Regions from separate parts of the Hordeum vulgare genome. Here region 2 is linked to region 1. The links are chromatin contacts, called in public Hi-C maps. All regions are on one chromosome and are shown on one strand. The core of a region is the stretch at or near the end of the contact, and the rest is flanking DNA. Distances in the headings are between cores, read along the strand shown.

Region 1 (4,077 bases), core at 425-2,924:
CCCGAGACAGCCGGTAGGCCCCACGCAGCCGGCAAGCTGAGGTAGCCGGCAGGCCCGTTGCAGCTGGCAAGCCGAGGCAGCTAGCAGTCCCGGCACAGCGGCAAGCCCGACAACCGGCAAGGGGGGCGGCAGATGAGGCAGCCGGCAGGCCTAGGGCAACCGATGTTCCCGAGGCGGCCGACATGTGGCGACGAAGACGAAAGGTGGGTGATGCACGTATCCTGTTCATCGCCGGGCGGCGACGATGGCGTAAAGTGACGGGCCGACAGATGCGCGGACGACGACCATGATGGGTCGCCGCGTCACGCGAGGCCGTCGGGTCGAAGTAGAGGTCGGCTGGTCGCGCCTAGGTCGGAGTAGAGGCGGCATGTGTCGACAGCGACAGCGGGCGAAGCAACCCGATCTTATATCGGAAAACTAAAAAGGAAGAATGCCGATTAAGAGACCGGCAAAAGAGAGAAAATTCAGATTAAGAGATCAGGGAAAAAACTCTCTAGGGCAGCTAGTCAACAAGACCGATGGACGAACCCTAGGTAAGGGCGACGCGGGCCCCGGCGGCGGTCATGGAGGCCGACCGCCCCGAGGGTGGCGCGTGGTGCGAAAGCGGCTCGCGGCGTCTAGGCCTAGAAACGTACGATAGATACCATGTTCAAAGGGAATAAAGGTTGTATTGCTTGAGCCTCATGGACATATATATATATATATAATACAATGATCAATTTAGAGTACAAAACAAGGTAGGACAAATCCTAATCTATCCCATATTTCCTAATAATCAATATACTCAACATTGAATATATTGTTGTGTGCGTCATCCCATGCAGAGCCGAGGGTATTTCCCTCTTTTCAAAAATAAATAAATAAATCATGGATTACACATTTGTAAGGTCTCTATGTACCTCGCTTGCATGGTCAAATACTCCTATTTTCGGAGTTAAACCGTCGCTCTTTTGACGTGAAATTCAATAGGAATGGAAGCCAACATATATATATTCTTCCTAGCCAGGTCCAAGGTAATGAATCACGGTAGTACACCTGGTTGATTCCGTCGATTTTTTTTTTTTTTTTTTGAGAAAACAAGAATTCATCCTCTAGGGGATTCAACCGAGATGGGATGGGAAATCAATGGAGATTCCGGTCGATATCATATGCATAACATTTACTAGACGCATACTCCTCTGATAGCATCTCTCTCGTATTATACTCAACTGAGTACTTAAAACTAATGCTGCAAGTGGCAGTTATTAGTAGGCCCAACTGATTACGTGGTGATCATCTTCATTACAGCGAAACCAAGCAAGGACAGTTAAACAATCCCCCGAAAAGAAAACTAAACAAAGCATATGTGGCGTTGCGTCGCCGTGGTTTGTGTGGAATCTGCATCAGGCCGGGCCAGTATAGTTTTCCGGCGGTTTGACCTGCCCGGCTTGTATTAATTATGCGCCTCATTAGTTAAGTACCAGGGCATTACCAGATAAGACCAACTAAGCACTCACTTAAAGTATGGTATATGTGGCAACATGGCGCCGTTGGTGCGATCGAATCGGCACGACGTTTTTTTGTTGCTTTTATTTTCCTGCAAGCAATTATCATCTAGACGCTTCTGACTTGTCCATGTCGACATCTCTTGCGAGACGTGGACAGGTACATGGCAAGGTGCGGTGCACCGTGGAAACAATCAATCAGTTATATATACTCGCACGTTGCACAAGGCAAATACTGCGTGTTGTATTACCATGCATACAAGTTTGTCATCTCGTATCGGAAAGTGCAGCAAATTCACCATCCGGCGGGCTAGACCGCCAGGTATCTCCTGGTCAACTTCTTTAAAATCTTTAGATGTTGTACTTTATTTTTTTTGTGTAAATGTCAAAACCTGGGAGTATATACCATCAGGAATCCATTTCTTTTTTATAGAATGCAGCGCCAATATATCTAGTACTGCTAGCACGTTGAAGCTAGGATCAGGGTCTATGCTCACAAACCCATCACTTGTGTGCCGTATAATTTATCTCTATGCAAACATGACTCTAGTTAGGCCGGCGGGCAGGTGATATGTGGGGAACCGCTGGAGTTTTTCTTAATGTTGTTTGCCCAGGAGTACATATGTGAGTGCGTGGCTCGATGCGGACGGGTATGGTCCCCTGCAGTCCGATCCCATCCCAGGTTGGCGTATACTACTTACCATAAGATGATAGTACAACAACAAACAAGTAAACAATGGCGTGTGACTCGATAATCGACTCTAATCGGGGTGCACTAGCAGCGGTGGGATCCGTTGTCATTCCTGTAGTTCTAGATCACCGATTTAAGGAATTAAATATGTGTTATATATCATGAAAAGTATATCATTAAATTTCTACACGGATGAATTTTTTAAATATATATTTTTTATCACATATGATACATATTTAGATTGTTAAATTGTTGATCTAGAACTACGCGAGTGACTTAGAGCAAGTACAATAAGGTACAGTCAGCAGACTGTAAAGATAAAAATACTATATTTTTGTTGATTTGGATGAGAGAGAAGAGGAGAGAGAAGAGAAGCGGGCTCTTCGTGAAGAGCCAGCCCTAGCACGTGCTCCCAGGTGCTTTGTGAGAATGAAAGATGGTTCATATATGATAAAAATAGTACTCTTTTATTGCTAACTATTGTACAAGTTAGCTATAAGATCGGAAATTGCTTTTGGTGGCCGAGCTCCATGGAGGCCTTTAAATTTGAAATTCAAATTTCATGAAAATTCATATTTTTATATTTTAAAAAATTATGAAAAAAAATACAGGGATAAGTGAAGGCGTAACACACATGTGTGTAAATTTTCAGAAAAAATACATTAAAATGAGGGCTGTGCAAAAAAGATAAATCTGAGGCTTTTTTACACATGACACTATTCATCATTTCAGGTCATGAATTTGTCTTTTTTGTGCAGATCGTATTTCATCCTAATTTTTTGCACACATACGCATAACATCCTTCTTTACTTCCATATTTTTTTCAGATTTTTTTGAAACCAAAAAATTTGAATTTTGAATTATTCAAAAATTTCGGCCTTCATAAAGACCGAGCTCCAAACGTCCGCACTCTTATAAAATGGGTTATAAAACTGCTTACAGGCAGCAGTTGGCTATACTGGACGGAGGTAGTAGCAAATATAACTACTCGAGATCCATGGGAGCTGTGGTTAAATAGTGGACGTGACAAAAAAAAGGGGAACAAAACGGGAAGAAAGAAAACAGAAGAAGAGATTTTGTGGTGAGACGGTTGCACGGGCTTGCCCTTTTCCGTGCCCTATAAGAGAATGGTCAGGTGATGGGTACGCAGACTGTAACCTACGCGGTGCAGCAGCAGGTTCATCAGTGATGGGCCCTGCAGTGCTTCTCGCGAAGCCGAAATATGCTTCCAGAAGGAGCAAATCTGTGCTTCTTGTGAAGGCCCATTTTTTCCGAGAAGCATAATTAGGCTTTCTGAAAAATTATATAAATGTGTATATGATAAAAGTATAAACGTGCATATGAGAAAATATAAACATGTATATAAAAAAGTCTGTGACGTACATACAAAAAAACGAATGTTTACTAGAAAAGTAGACATAGAAATAATATTTTTTGCGATATCTTAATCACGTATTTGAATAGCATTAAAATATATATATAAATGCGAAAGGTATTTATAAAAAATATTCCTGATGTAAAAACAATGTACACATAAAACAATTAATTATCAATAGTGTGTGTTTAGAAAATTAATAAATAAATTTTAAAAATGCCTATATTCATTACCAAAAAGAAAACGGAACACAAAAAAGACAATAAACCTGAAAAGATAGAAGCAAAACCAAACAGAAACAACAACAAAAATAGAATAATCCGAAGAACCAGAAACAATCTAAAAACTGGTGAAATCCGTAAATAAAAAACATCTCTACTATTAAAAGCACGAGAGGACAGATCTAACTTAACATATTAACCGTCTAATCACAAATTTAATGGTCTAAAATACTTTAACGTTATTAAGCACAAACGAAAACAAAAGTTGAACGACACTAACCCATCGATCCCACTAATCACGTCGTG
Region 2 (4,077 bases), core at 406-2,905, 830 kb before region 1:
TTTCATGGTGTTATAAAACTTGGTGCGGTCACCGAGCGAGCACCCTTGGAAGAATGCTCTTCATCCAATGCCCCAAGGGAAGGGGTTGGGGGTGCAGTTGGGGTCGGGGTTCGACTTGTTGCCGGAGTTCATGTCGATGGGTTGGGGGAAAAGTGAGAGACAGATAGGTGGAGTGGTGACCATCATGCTGGCTAAATAAAGGATTCTTGATGATAGGTTTTAATGACGATGTTGTAATATTCATATTGCAGATCCTAACCATTTGAACCTCTTCATTATGCAGATCGACACAGAGAGTATGGGGAAGGAGGTGGTGCCACCCAAGGAGCAAGACAAGGGCAAGGATGTGGTGCCACCATCGGAGGTGACGCCCGTCGAGACCCCTGGTAGGGACGACGACCAGCCGGAGGAGCCCCATAATGGCAAGCGTCAGAACTACAACCACTACCATGGTGTTGGAGGGCCAACCAACTTCTGCAAGGTGCCCATGGCTCCCCTCCTGGAGGTCATACCTATGACACCGGATTTCACGAAGCATTTCCCGTCAGTGCCACATGAGTTCAAACTAAAGACCAACACCGAGTGCTCCTGGAGGGTGACTGTGCGTCTGTTGAATGACACGGTCACCCTCGATCAGGGCTGGGCCACCTTCGCTATTGCCCATCAGATCAAGATAGGCTTCATGGTGAACTTTAAGCTGCTCACTCCCAAAAGCTGAAGGTTATCATTTTCAATGACAACGGCATTGAAGTGGTGACCAGATGCGGGAAGCAAGACGACGCCTTCGCCGTGAACCCCTAAGACAATCCCGACATGCTCCAGCTGCTTTACTTTAGTATCGGCTGCTATTTTGAACTGATCTGTTATGCGTGGCATAATATTTATATCTACTCTATGTTCTATTATGTGTGTTCTTTCCGAGGCCGATGTGTGTTGGTAACCTCATCATCGTGTCGAAGAGGTTACCAGACAACACACGGTGCATGCCATCAAACAGCAGGCTGTGTGTTTGACCGTGCACAAGCGGACAACCAAACACCATGCCCATAGTGACACCTCATGCAGCCCCAAACGTATGCACGCAATAAAACTAAATGCAGATGTTAGTTTTTTATTATTTTACCTCAACCTGACCTTCTTTACACAGGTTCTACGGAGCAACTATGCCTACCCAAGTCATCTCACGTTGTTCCTCGTGCACTATGAGTGTAGAAGATTACAAGAACCGAGTAAAAAAGTTTGTATGAGGAAGTATTAATTCCCAACATGCCCCTCATCGAAAGAGAGATGTCGCGTCAACAAATAGAGTCTGGGGCTCTGTGGTGATCGAATGCTAAATAACGAAACGAGCTATCTTCAGAGATCCATCTGTGTTTAACAAGTGTACGTCATATGGTCACGAACTCATGATACTCGGTTAATTAGTGTACGGCACATGGTCATGAACACATTTTTAAAAATTCAAGAACAATTTTGAACTTCTGCATGACTGGACTCAACAAGGGCTCATGATTCCCATCTCAAAGTACCAAAAGGCATATCCTAGCAGCCTAATCGCAAAGTACACATTCACATGGCTCCAAGCCTGCAACCACCAACCCTGCTCACGGCGCTAGAGGCGGAGGTGGTGGCGGGCCCCGCCCGCAGCACGCAGCGCCTCGTCGCCGTCGATCGTGAGGACGCACTAAAGAAAGTGGTACTTTGGTGAGCAAGATCCCCCAGCGCGTCAACGGATTCCACCGTTGCTAGTGCACTCTGATTCAGAGTCCAGTCGGCATGCCGTTTAATTTATATCCCTATGCCTGATTGCCTGTGATTATACTATGTGGTCTTGTGATCTTTATGCCAGCTTGGTTAAAGAACTCGAACGGTTCCCCGCATATCACAGGTCTTTACCTGGACTTAGCAAACATAACACGTTCACGTGTCCGTTCTGAGTTTTTATTTTTTTAATCCATGCAGTCATGAATTTTTATTTCTTTTTCATATGTCCGGTCACTAGGATGTGATTGATGAAGAATAAGAGAGAGAGAGAGAAAAAAAAGGTGGTCCACGATAGTGTTGCGTCCTACGTGGCAAACTGACAAAGTGTGTCCGGGCGCATCCGCGAGCCATCGTATCGTTCTTATATTTAAGATGGATACGATGGGTGCCGGTCAGTCCGAGTGTTTGAGACGGGTATGAGTGATCCGGTTCGATCGCGTTTTTGTAACCGATCACTCACCAAACAGCCTGTTCGGACATTTGAGATGGGTATGGGGGCTTCGGTTGTAGATGCTAACCACCAAAGCATTTGATTCCGGGCATACAAGGCTGATATGATGAGCTTACAACATCTACATTCCCAAACCTGTCCCAAACGTCCGGATGGCCCGTTTGATCATTGAGCGGTCACGAAAATCCGACTTAGACGAGTCTCAAACATCCGAGCTAGCTGATATCTTTCATATCCAACCCAAATATGGGACGAATGTCCGAGCGCGCCGCCACGTAGGACAGACGAAGGGGTCTCACGAGGAATCGCCCGGAAGTTCGATGGTGTGACGGACGCCTCCTCCGTTGTCGCGTTGTGAACGCCGCGTGGTGCCGCTCCGGCTCGTTGCCCGATGCCAAATTCGGCTATTTAAGCCGCCTGACGTCCCCGAGCGGTGGCCCATTCACCTCATCCCTCTTCGCGCCACCACCCAAGCCCGTCCGCCTCCTCTCCCGCGCTCTCTCACGCTCTCCGACATTGCCATGGTTCAATGGAAGATCGACACCTACGCGGCACTTATGCCGGAGCATCGGAGGCAGATCAAGGAGAATATCCAGGCTAGGCTCGCCGTCCGCATCGTTGTCGGGCTGCCTCCGGACTCGTCGGAGACGGAGGAGGAGGAGGAGGAGCAGCAGTCGGAGGAGGAAGAGGAGGGAGAGCAGCTACCGAAGCCGGCGGAGGTGGCAAATCCGGAGGAAGACAAGGCGTAACATTCTGCTCTGGGGTTTAACATGGCACAGGTGGAGGCGGAGTTCGCCATCGCCCAAGCCGAGGAAATGACGGAGCGGCACAACATCCTCAAGTCCATCCAGGATGAGGCCTATGTGGAGACCAACCAAATGGTTCCTCAGACAAAAGCAGGCGGAGTCCGACGCGCTCTTCGTCGACCTTGAGGCGGGCATAGAGTAGGAGGAGACCGGAGCGGAGCAGCCGGAGCTGCAGCTGCCACCCATGCATCCAGAATCGGGCACGAAGATAGTCGACATCTCTAACGAGGATAGCTAGGTGATCTATGTAGTACGTAGTTTTTTTTCGTTTGCACGCTTTTGTATGGATTTAGAAATATATATGAAGTAACCGAACACATGTGCTAATTTGAGACGTGCCCACTCAGACACGCCGTTGGCATTTGACGTGTCATATTTATCATACACGACTGTAAATGCTCTTAATGGCATAACATACAAGTACATCTCACTATTGTATAAATGGGCATAGATTAAAGGTAGGTGATGTGTCAACTTTGTATAGCCGATTATTGGTTGTATTATTAGTCCGATGATGGATGATTAAAGGGACTGTATTGTCTTGAATTTATCGTGGTTTAAGTCCTGATGTTCACATTAATTTTTGAATTTATTTCATGACTTTCAATGACGCACATTCATTGAAAGGAGACGTTTTCATCGACGACGAGACGTCTACGGTGACTTCATAAATTTCTAGATGATATGTTTTTTCGAAGGTGTTCGTAAGGATGGGCATGCGCGTATCTGTTTATAGGGATGGATATATATACGTGTATATATATAAGCTCTATATAAGTGTTTGCGTCTGTACCGTCGTAAGAAAAAGCCTGGTCAGCTGCTCTTATGAACGATCAGAGGAACACAGCATGGTCGCATTGCTTAGTGAGTAGGCTCCCGCCTGCGGATCATTTTCTTCACGGGGAACTACACGCAGCACATTGTCGTAGATGGCAGGCCCCGCCGGGCGCGGGCACGCAACTCCTCGTCGCCGTCTCCATCGTACGGACTACCTGGTTTGCTACCGGACCGGGAAGGGAAAGCTGGCCTCACGGTCGTGTCGCCGCATAGTCGATC

What was found. Hi-C and Micro-C count contacts between places; a contact is called where the count stands out from the background.
Region 2: a Hi-C map of leaf shows a contact between it and region 1, with 5 times the contacts expected there. The contact joins two enhancer-like sites. A contact is called at or near these places in 2 of 6 Hi-C or Micro-C datasets (leaf and seedling).

Annotation. Positions count from the first base shown.
Region 1 is chr4H:75,632,923-75,636,999 of MorexV3_pseudomolecules_assembly, reverse strand. No RefSeq gene overlaps it. Among protein-coding and RNA genes, the nearest start is that of LOC123447931, 250 kb to the right of the region's middle. Within about 2 kb of position 1,674, at least 3 of the 3 cell types and tissues checked have open chromatin away from gene starts, as enhancers often do. A contact at or near this core is called in leaf and seedling, where this site is marked.
Region 2 is chr4H:76,459,744-76,463,820 of MorexV3_pseudomolecules_assembly, reverse strand. No RefSeq gene overlaps it. Among protein-coding and RNA genes, the nearest start is that of TRNAS-GCU, 8.9 kb to the left of the region's middle. Within about 2 kb of position 1,655, at least 3 of the 3 cell types and tissues checked have open chromatin away from gene starts, as enhancers often do. A contact at or near this core is called in leaf and seedling, where this site is marked.